3 separate regions of the Zea mays genome follow, and all the other regions are linked to region 2. Evidence: chromatin contacts called from public Hi-C data. All regions are on one chromosome and are shown on one strand. The core of a region is the stretch at or near the end of the contact, and the rest is flanking DNA. Distances in the headings are between cores, read along the strand shown. Region 1 holds the start of LOC100277783 (pentatricopeptide repeat-containing protein At3g18110, chloroplastic). Region 2 holds the start of LOC100192815 (phosphopantothenoylcysteine decarboxylase). Region 3 holds the start of LOC103625985 (polyadenylate-binding protein-interacting protein 7).

The links. Hi-C and Micro-C count contacts between places; a contact is called where the count stands out from the background.
Region 1: a Hi-C map of tassel shows a contact between it and region 2, with 6 times the contacts expected there. The contact joins the promoter of LOC100277783 here to the promoter of LOC100192815 in region 2. A contact is called at or near these places in 12 of 25 Hi-C or Micro-C datasets (bundle sheath, ear, leaf and 5 more) and 2 of 3 datasets of contacts at active chromatin or transcription factors (leaf and seedling).
Region 3: a contact with region 2 is called in a Hi-C map of tassel, with 4 times the contacts expected there. The contact joins the promoter of LOC103625985 here to the promoter of LOC100192815 in region 2. A contact is called at or near these places in 7 of 25 Hi-C or Micro-C datasets (bundle sheath, ear, leaf and 1 more).

The regions. Positions count from the first base shown.
Region 1 is chr9:12,172,208-12,175,305 of Zm-B73-REFERENCE-NAM-5.0, forward strand. It overlaps LOC100277783 (pentatricopeptide repeat-containing protein At3g18110, chloroplastic), which reads right to left and starts at 1,375. Exons shown (of 6, transcript XM_008660940.3): 1 at 1-1,375. The coding sequence starts at 1,245.
Region 2 is chr9:12,395,502-12,398,448 of Zm-B73-REFERENCE-NAM-5.0, forward strand. It overlaps LOC100192815 (phosphopantothenoylcysteine decarboxylase), which reads right to left and starts at 1,506. Exons shown (of 3, transcript NM_001138007.1): 1 at 1,187-1,506. LOC118473270 (a long non-coding RNA gene) reads left to right here and starts at 2,845. Exons shown (of 3, transcript XR_004852549.1): 1 at 2,845-2,947.
Region 3 is chr9:12,228,475-12,231,572 of Zm-B73-REFERENCE-NAM-5.0, forward strand. LOC103625985 (polyadenylate-binding protein-interacting protein 7) reads right to left here and starts at 1,609. Exons shown (of 7, transcript XM_020544203.3): 1 at 1,285-1,609.

The DNA.
Region 1 (3,098 bases), core at 125-2,624, 220 kb before region 2:
GTCAAGCCTGCCCATCTTCCCATACATGTGAATCATGGTGTTGTATGTTATTTCATTTTTCTTGAACCCAGCCTTAACCAATTGCTCACATGTGTGCTCCACCTTGTCAACATTCCCTTCCTTTGCAAAAGCATAGAGAAGAGAATTGTAAGTGATCGCATCAGGCATAAAACCCTTCTCCACCAGCTCCCTAAACAGCCGCTCAGCCTCCTCAGCCTTCCCACACCGGCCATGCACCGACACCATTGCATTGTATGTCCACAAATCCGGCCGGCACTCCGAAGCTATCATGTCCTCAAACACTGTCACAGCATCTTCGAGATTAGAACTCTGTGAGCAAGCACTGATGAGCGTGTTGTAAGTGATAACATCTGGCCTTAGCCCAGATTGTCGAACTTCAAATAGCAGGTCAAGGGCGACGCCAGCAGCCAAACACCCAGACTTGGACCTGGCATTGATTAGAGTATTGAAGCTGACGAGGTCAGGATCGATCCCCCGGTCGTGCATTGTGTCAAGCAGCTGCCGTGCGTCATCGAATCGGCCAGAGCGCGCATAAACGCCCATCATGGCGTTGAACACCTGAACAGTGGCGCCCTCTCCGGCGAATCGGAGGAAGACCTCCTCTGCGATCGAATCCTGGCGCGCGCGACCGAGGACGCCGAGGACGACGGCGACGGCGCGTGAAGCCGGGGCGCTGCTCCGGGCGAGCCACTCGAAAGCATCCAACGCGCGCCGCCACGAGCTCTCCCCGACGGCGCGCACGACGAAGGCGACCTCGTCCGGCGATGCCCGAGCGCCGTCGAGCACGTCGTCGACAGGCGCCCCGGGAGGCAGCTCGAGGACGGCGTCCGCGAGCCCGGCCACGCGCGCGCGCCAGTCCTGCGCCCGCCGCAGCGCGAGCTTACTCAGCTTTTTCACCCTCCCGCGATGAGCACGCGCGTCCAGCGGCTCCACGAGTGAAGATGCCGAGCCGGAAGTCGCCACGGGGTCCTCCACTTCCTGTGGTGGTCTGGCGGGGACCGGAGGTGCCGCGGCGACGGTGGCTGGGAAGCGCGGCGCGGGGAGGTACGGGAAGCGAAGGTGGGGCCATCGAAGAGAGGGGTCGGCGAGAGGGTAGTCGAAGTCTTCAGAAGCAGATGACGCTGCCGTAGCGGTGGCGGTGCCCGCTCGGCGGAGATGGCACGTTAACGAGGACGAAGAGGAGAGGAAGGGTAATGGTGAGGAGGTGACTGTCATCGAAGACATGAGCTTTGGGTCCTCGGGGTGATGGGTGGAGGGAAGGGAACTAGGCGCGCATGGAGAACGGAGGTGGAGGCTGTGGGGCGGAGGGGTGAGAGTGGAGGGGAGCTCAGTCCCGCTTCCCGTGGAGACTGGATCACTGGAGACGATAAGGAAGATATTTCAACTAGATTTTTCTGATTACCTGTCTACATGTTTTTGTATGAATTTGAATATTTGTGCTTTCAAAAATAATTTTGAGTTGGTGATTGTAACCCTGTCGGAAGCAAATCAAACTTCGGGCTCTGCTTATTTGGATTTTACAGAAATTATACATAAAATCAGTACAATTTGATAGAAAAAATTACCACGTTCAAAATAGACCCTCAGACTTCATGTTGTCTTCAGCATCGTCATATTTGTACAGGTAAAACCAAAATTTACAAATTTTGACCAACCATTATTTAATTATATATAAGTTTAGATAGCACATGAAACGGTAGGTTTGTCCCGAAAGTGCCTTTAAGGTAATATTAATTGTTAAAAAAAAAGACAATACTAATTGTTATAAAAATGCAATATTGATTTTTTAGCAAATGAAAATATATAGTAAGGGAAATTAATGATTGGAATACATTTAAATTGAATTTTTCCCGAATCAAAACATACTTGTCATTCCCTCTTTTTTGTTCCTGATGTTATTGTTGTGGGGTTTTTTTCTACACAATATTCTAGTTAGTCCACATAATGGACGCATAATTAGCTAGCTATGATGTTAATTAGTGTCTTTTTAATTATTATTTTCTACCTATTAATCTCTAGTGTCATCAATATGCTTTAAGATTACTTCTCTTTATCTTACCTCTTTTCCTTGTTATTACAGGATTTTGTCCGTAAATTAGATTAGCCAGATGTAGATTAAAGACTTAGAACTAATGAATTTATTTCTCCCTTTTCTCTATAATTTTTAGATAATTTTAGATTTTTAGCTTTCTTTTCTATGAGAAAACAAGCATTGATTTAGTTATTATCTATGCTATTGCCAACTTAATATACACATATGTGCACGGGTGTATTTTATCATGTGTGGTTATCGTTGTTATTTGCCAAAACATCTCTTCCCCTTTAGTCAGAACCTAGCTCTACTCCCGCACATATGATCACTCGAGTGCGCTGGCAATATTCACAAACTAAGGTAGTGTTTTGGTTCAATTAAGATGAAACAGTGACAGATCACTCCGTCCAAATGATTTTAGAGAACCAAATGATTCAGCATTTAAACGTAATTTTCCTTTTGAGTCATTTTATCCTACATTAAATCAATCTAAACAATAATAAATTAGAAATAGAGTGACTCAGTCCTATTATACTCTAGAACCAAACACTACCTCAGGGTTTTTTTAGAGCGCCTACAGAGGTACTCCAGAAACTAATTTTTTTTAGAGCTACTCTATTGGATTTTGGAACACAGTTTCGGTGGAGTGAAGGCCAACGAAAAAAAGAAATGAAGATGCAGCATATGTAGTTCAGTAGCCACAAATGACCCCCAAATGCATCTCGTGTTTCAGCAACAAACAATTTCCAAGCCACTTACCTTGCAAAACAGTTTCTATAATTTTACACTGTATTCTGTTGTGAGGCTATTCTCCTGCTGCCTCTTTTAATATACAGGTACAAGGAATTACAGCGCGTGCTCCAACGAAGTTTTTTTTATTTTCTTACATATCTTCTTTTCTTTTTTTTTTCTTTTCCTTTTTTTGGGGTTGGGGGTCCTTTTTCTCTCTCCTTGGTGTATTACCTTAGAGATGTTAGTACACCATCACTCGGAGCAGACCCGCCTGAGGCTGCGTGTACTGGAGGCCTTCATCCAGGAGACCCTT
Region 2 (2,947 bases), core at 256-2,755:
GGGATTTTGAACACAGGTTATACTTATATAAATATAGAGAATTACAAAATATTACTGCACCCATCTGCTCATAGTAAATCAGCAAAATGAAATACAGTTAATGTTTATGTCCCTCAAGACCAAACCTTAAAGATGAGACTGCCCAATTGATAGAGGCGTGAGGATATCAGAAGTCAGAACATGATCATAACCGATCAATGCCATTTCATAGTTACATAAACTCACTACATACCATGGGGCAACGAACTACGAAGTGATCTCCTACTGTAGTTTTGTTCAAAAAACAATAAATTTGGCATATTGGTAATCTTAGGGCTGGACAAAATTGGTGGGCATGAGTTCAATCATTAGAAAAAGTAAAACGCATTCACTCTGTTTAGATGTGTATGGCGTCTACCTGACTGCCTTGCGAATGAGACGTACAAAAAACGTTGCTTTGGCGTCAGAATCAAGTCAAATCGCTTGTGGCGGGCGCTATACGGACCGGGAGCGGGAGGAAGTTGGACAAAAAACGTTGCTTTGGCGTCAGAATCACGTCGAATCGCTTGTGGCGGGCGCTATACGGACCGGGAGCGGGAGGAAGTTGGAGATCGATGGGGGAACGGCGGGAGTGAGAGAGAAAGAGCGAGCAAGAGAGATTGGGAGGTTTCTCTCACCAGCAAGCGTCGGAGAGGAAGCAGAAGTAGCAGCACGCCCGTGCCGCCGCGTTCTCCTTGCTGGCTTGCTGCCGTGCCGCCGCGTTCTAGAAGTAGCTGCCGCCAAAGTCCAGGTCGATCTGACGGGGCACAGAGTAGTTTGGGGAGAGCGGGGAAGCGGCAGAGAGGATGAGAGAGGGAAGCACGAGGGAGAGGGGAGGAGGTTCAACGGCGGTGCTGGAGAACAGGAACCGGAAGGAGGGCGGCGGCGCTGGAAACGGAAGAGGGGAGCAGCGGCAAGCGCTTTGCCAGGGCTGGCGACGCCTTAGATTTGGGGGAAACATATCGTCTGTATTGACGTGCAGGACCAGATCATCCGTGGAAGTGGATCCGAGGAGGAGAGGCGGCGCCTCACCATCCAAGTCGCAGGAACCCACCAACACCGGCGCGGCCGTCACTGCTGACGTCGGTAGGCTTTATAAACTGGAACTGCTCTGCCTTATTCACTCCTTGGCCTAATGACTAAAATGTTCAGTATAGAGCATACTTACTGACTGACTGATCTCGCTCGCTGCAGATGAGTCTGGCACGACGAGGCTGCAACGCATGAGCCACAGGCTGAGCCTGCTCGAGCAGCACATGGATCTTTGCAGCCGAACAGCTTGTCACGCTCCAGTGTCGAATTCAGCATGGCTACTCCACCAGCCAGTGCTATCTATTGCTCGCGCTAAGTATATAATTTTTATAAGGATCATGGATACATTTGCTGTCCGCAGATTATTGTTTATCTGTGGAGACTACGGACAGCACAGACTTGCTTTGGGGCTGACTCGCCGGCGGCTTCCGAAACACGGAACGGACCGGGTGCTTGACGACGCCTTTGCGCCGTCGTAGGGGGCGTTGCCTGTCGTATATTTTGAAGCTTGTTCCCCGAAATTCAGACCTGCAATGGGATGGCCGGGGTTCCAATTCCAACCCACAAGACCAATGGAAAAGAAATACATGCATCGATATGCCATAACTTCAATAACGTGGTATTCATATTTTTCCGAAGTTTGTAGTAAACTCTAATAAGCAAAGTTTTACACGTAAATAGAGTAGACTAGAATAGGATTTACAAACTAGCTAGGTACCTTCTCCTCTGTCCTCTCTGATGTCGATTACACGCGCCTTCCTGCACAGCTGAGCTAGGCACTGGCCGCCGCAACGCGCTCCCTGCTGCTCTACAACACCGTCGGCCGACCGCCACAACGTGGCCCCAATAGCCCACGCGTGCCTCCCGGATTTAGGACGGATCTCGGAGGGGTGGAGGGAGCTGGGTGAGGAGGTGAGTAGGAGGCAACGGCCGCGTCGCACAGGAGGGAGGACCAGGGCGATAGGATCAGAGGATGTGACTAGCCGTCTGCGGAGGTTGGCGCCGGCGGCATCCGATTTGGAGGCGAGTAGCGGCGGGGTTATAGATGGCCATTTAGCACTAACACGATGGGCCAGCCCAGACACGGCACGAAAAAGCACGGTCCAGGCACGACCCGGTTCAATTAGTATAGTGCCGTGCCTGGGCCACTATCTCGACCCGTAGTGCTGGCACGGGCACGACACGGTTACATTTTTTATTTTAAAAATAATAGTTTACATATATTAAGTATAAGAAATCAACATATAACACAATAAAACTGCAGCTGCACTGGTTAGATGGATGCGTTTAAGCTCTTATGCACTAGGCCCCCACAACTACATATTTTTTGCTAAATTCTACAATATACTCAGATGGGCCATAGTGCCACCGGGCCGGCCCGGCACGACTAACAGGCTCACGGGCCGTGCCTAGGCCGCGGCAGCGGCACGCCGGCCCATCTAGGCACGGCACGATTCGTAGCCAGGCCTGGCGGGCCGTGCCAGCGTCGGGTCGTGCCAGCGACGGGCCGTGCCGGGTCGGGCCGTGCCGGCCCGTTTGGCCATCTATAGGCGGGGTCAGGGAGAGGGAGGGTGCTAAAAAAATGAGGGAAAAGGGACCATAAAAGATATGGGTTTATTCTAGTAGATGGGCTAGGTGTCGGGCCATGGCCTAGTAGGAGTCATTTTAATATTAAAGAAAAATATCCCGATGATAAATATATGGATATATAATACAAATAAGATATTTTTAATAATAAATATGTGAAAAGCTTAGTGGAGAAAGAGGCTTTGGACCCCAGGACTTCTAGGCCATGGCCCGACACCTAACGGATCATAAATATATGGATCATGATCTAACAAATAAGATATTTTTAATAATAAATATATGGATCATGTTCTAATGGATCAAGAACTTT
Region 3 (3,098 bases), core at 359-2,858, 170 kb before region 2:
CAATTTTCTTTCCTAAAATGGTGCACTTATGGAATGAATCGGAGAAGAATCCCAATAACCTCTTCGTGATTGGATTGTTTCTACATGGTTTAGCTGTCACGATCCACATCAGATGCGTGTGTCTCATGCGTGAGGTCTTCCGAGATCACGCGTCCACACGTCGCGGCGCACCGACCGGTGCCGATGGCTGGCGCGCACCGCGCACGCATCTGGCCTCCAACACCACCTGATCTAGGCCCCGACCCCAGGCTCATGAACGCCCCTGCACTGTCAGACCCTGACCTGCCGCCGTCGGTGTCGGATGGAGCAGAGGATGTGGAAGCACGAGCCCTTCCCATCACCCTCCTGTAACCGCGACGGAGGGCCCGGCGGCCTGTGATGACCCCAACTGGATCCGACTCCGTAGCAGTGAGCACGAGGACGGGAGCGGAGTCGCAGCGTCGCGGTGCGAGAGCGGAGAGGAGCGAGATCGAGGGCGTGAGTTTGGGGCAGCGAGAGCAGAGGATAGGAGAGGGAAGGAAGAGAGAAAATCCTCACCGGGGAGAAGGCAGCGGGGAGGGTCGTCGTCGGGGCTGTGCGCCGCCGCCGTGCCGGTCGCGTCGAGCCGCCGTCGCGCCGGTCGCGTCGTGTCTAGGCTTCGATCCGGTGGGTACGACACAAGGGTTGGTTCCGGGCCGTGGGGTGAAGGGAAATTTTAATCCGGGCCAGTTTCGATTCCAATTCGGGCCGAAACGAACAATTTCAATGAGTTATACCAAATTCCAAACCAGGTTCATTCGTTCCACCCGGAACAAGGTATGGAATAGGCTGATCCGCTGAAAACGAACGAGGCCTAACGAAATATCATTGAATATACATAAACAGCAAACAAAGCAGACAATATGCAACAAAAAACGAATTGTTGATGTTATCAGCAAAGCCAGCAAAGGATAAGTTTGAGATGCTGCCCTAGTTCTCAAACCAGCGCCCTCACAAGGCCTCAAACCCATCAATTGCTTGCAACAACAGGCTTAAGCATACTAATAATTACACTCGAGCATAGCAAAGATAGCAATAAAAATCTGAGCAAAGAGTGCAGCTGCTTTGCTTAATTGCTCTCGTATGCGGTGCGCGCTCACGACGTTCACCCGAACCTAAAGCGGCGAGAAAAGAAGGGCTTTTTTCAAAGCAGGCAGGCGACGGGATACTAGTGAATAACCAACTAACCGACACAGTGTACCATCCGGACCAGATCTACGCGGAATTCACCAGATCTAGAGAAGCAAGGAGACATGGAACCAGTACCTTTCCGCCGGTCGATGAGCTGATACATAGCGCGCTCAGGCGACCAGCCCATGGGGCGGCTGTCCTCCGGTGGGTCAAAATAAAAAGAGCCCTCCCGCGCGCCGTGGTTCGGGCTCACCCTCTTGAACAAGGTCGAGTTGACTACGGATCGGGACGAGGCCACGGGGAAGTCGGAGGGGGACGGGTGCGCCCGTGTCAAGGACGGAGACGGTGAAGAAGAACGGAAGAAGTGGAGGTGAGCAGAGAGACGGAGATGGCGTGGCCGCTGTGGCGCTGTGGATGGAGGCGAGGCGGGCGGGTGGGTGAGGTGAGGCCGTGAGCTTGAGCGGTGATTGGTTCTAGTGACTGATTTATAGTTCTTATATTTTATTCTATTTTAATTGCTAATTTGCTAAATACAGAAATTAAAATAAAGTTTTAGTTTCGTAAATTTAAAGACTAAAATAGAATAAAAATATATTGACTAAAAATTAATATCTAGAAACCAAACACCCCTGAAAGTAAGGGGTGATCGTCCGGTGGAGTTTGACCCAACGTGGCGGTGAGGGTCCATACGGGCGATGTGGTGTGGCATTTGCGGGGCATAGGGCAATATATAGGGCGACGTGGCGTGAAGGGAATGACTTAATGTGGTGGCAGCCTCAGGATCCGGGTCAAGTCTAGAATCTGTCGGGTATGACGAGGTTAGGTATGGTTACCCATTTTCCATCCCCGAAACCCGCTAACCCGCCCCGAATAGTCACACGGTCACATAAGCCACGGACTCGGAGGCCCAGCCACTAGCCCACTAAAATAGTCCACCAAAAAACAAGCAACAACAACCCTAGTACGTCTCCCACGCCACGCTCCCAGGCTCTCGGCTCCCTCAGTCGGCCAGACTCTTGTTCCTGTAGCTACCGCCCTAGCCACTGGACGCCTCAGCTCGGTCCCTCCCTCCTCCAATCATCCTCGTCGCTTTGCTACTCGCTGAAAGGGAAATGTGCCTTTGAGCCATTTCTATAATTGTTTTGGTGATTAGATGCCCAATACATTGTTTTAAGTTTATAAGTGCCAAGATGCAAATCATGAAACAAGGTATGTTTCTAGACTTAGTAAATTGTTTTAAGGTGCTAACATGTTCATCTAAGTGCCAGAGACATAGCCAAGGAAAGAGGAAAAGAGATGGAGAAAGAATGGCTCGGTTCAGCCAAACCAGCACCAGCCTGTGGCGCATCGGACTGTCCGGTGGTACATCGGACAGTGTCCGGTGCCCAAGCTGGCCCAGCGGCGAACTGGCCACTCTCGGGAAAAAAGACGCTGCGGCTAAAAATCACCGGACTGTCCGGTGAGCCAACAGCGCTCGCGGCCAACGGTCGACTGCGCAATCAGCGGGCGACGCGTGGCCCGTGCCAACGGTCGGTTGGGCACACCGGACTGTTCGGTGTGCACCGGACAGTGTCCGGTGCGCCAACTGGCCCGTAGGACCAACGGTCGGCAGCGCCCAATATGGAAAGAAATCGAGCACCGGACATGTACTATAGTTGTTCGGTGGTGCACCCGACTGTCCGGTGCACCACTCGACAGAAGGCAAGATTTTCCTTCCAAGTTGATCTCCAACGGCTCCTATCTGTCTTGGGGCTATAAAAGAGACCCCTAGGCGCATGGAGCAACAACACTGAAAGTCGCCTAGAGAGGGGTGAATAGGGCGAAACTGAAATTTACAAAGTTAATCACAACTACAATCCGGGTTAGTGTTAGAAATATAATCGAGTCCGCGAGAGAGGGTGCAAAACAAATCGCAGGCGAATAAAGAGTGTGACACGCGGATTTGTTTT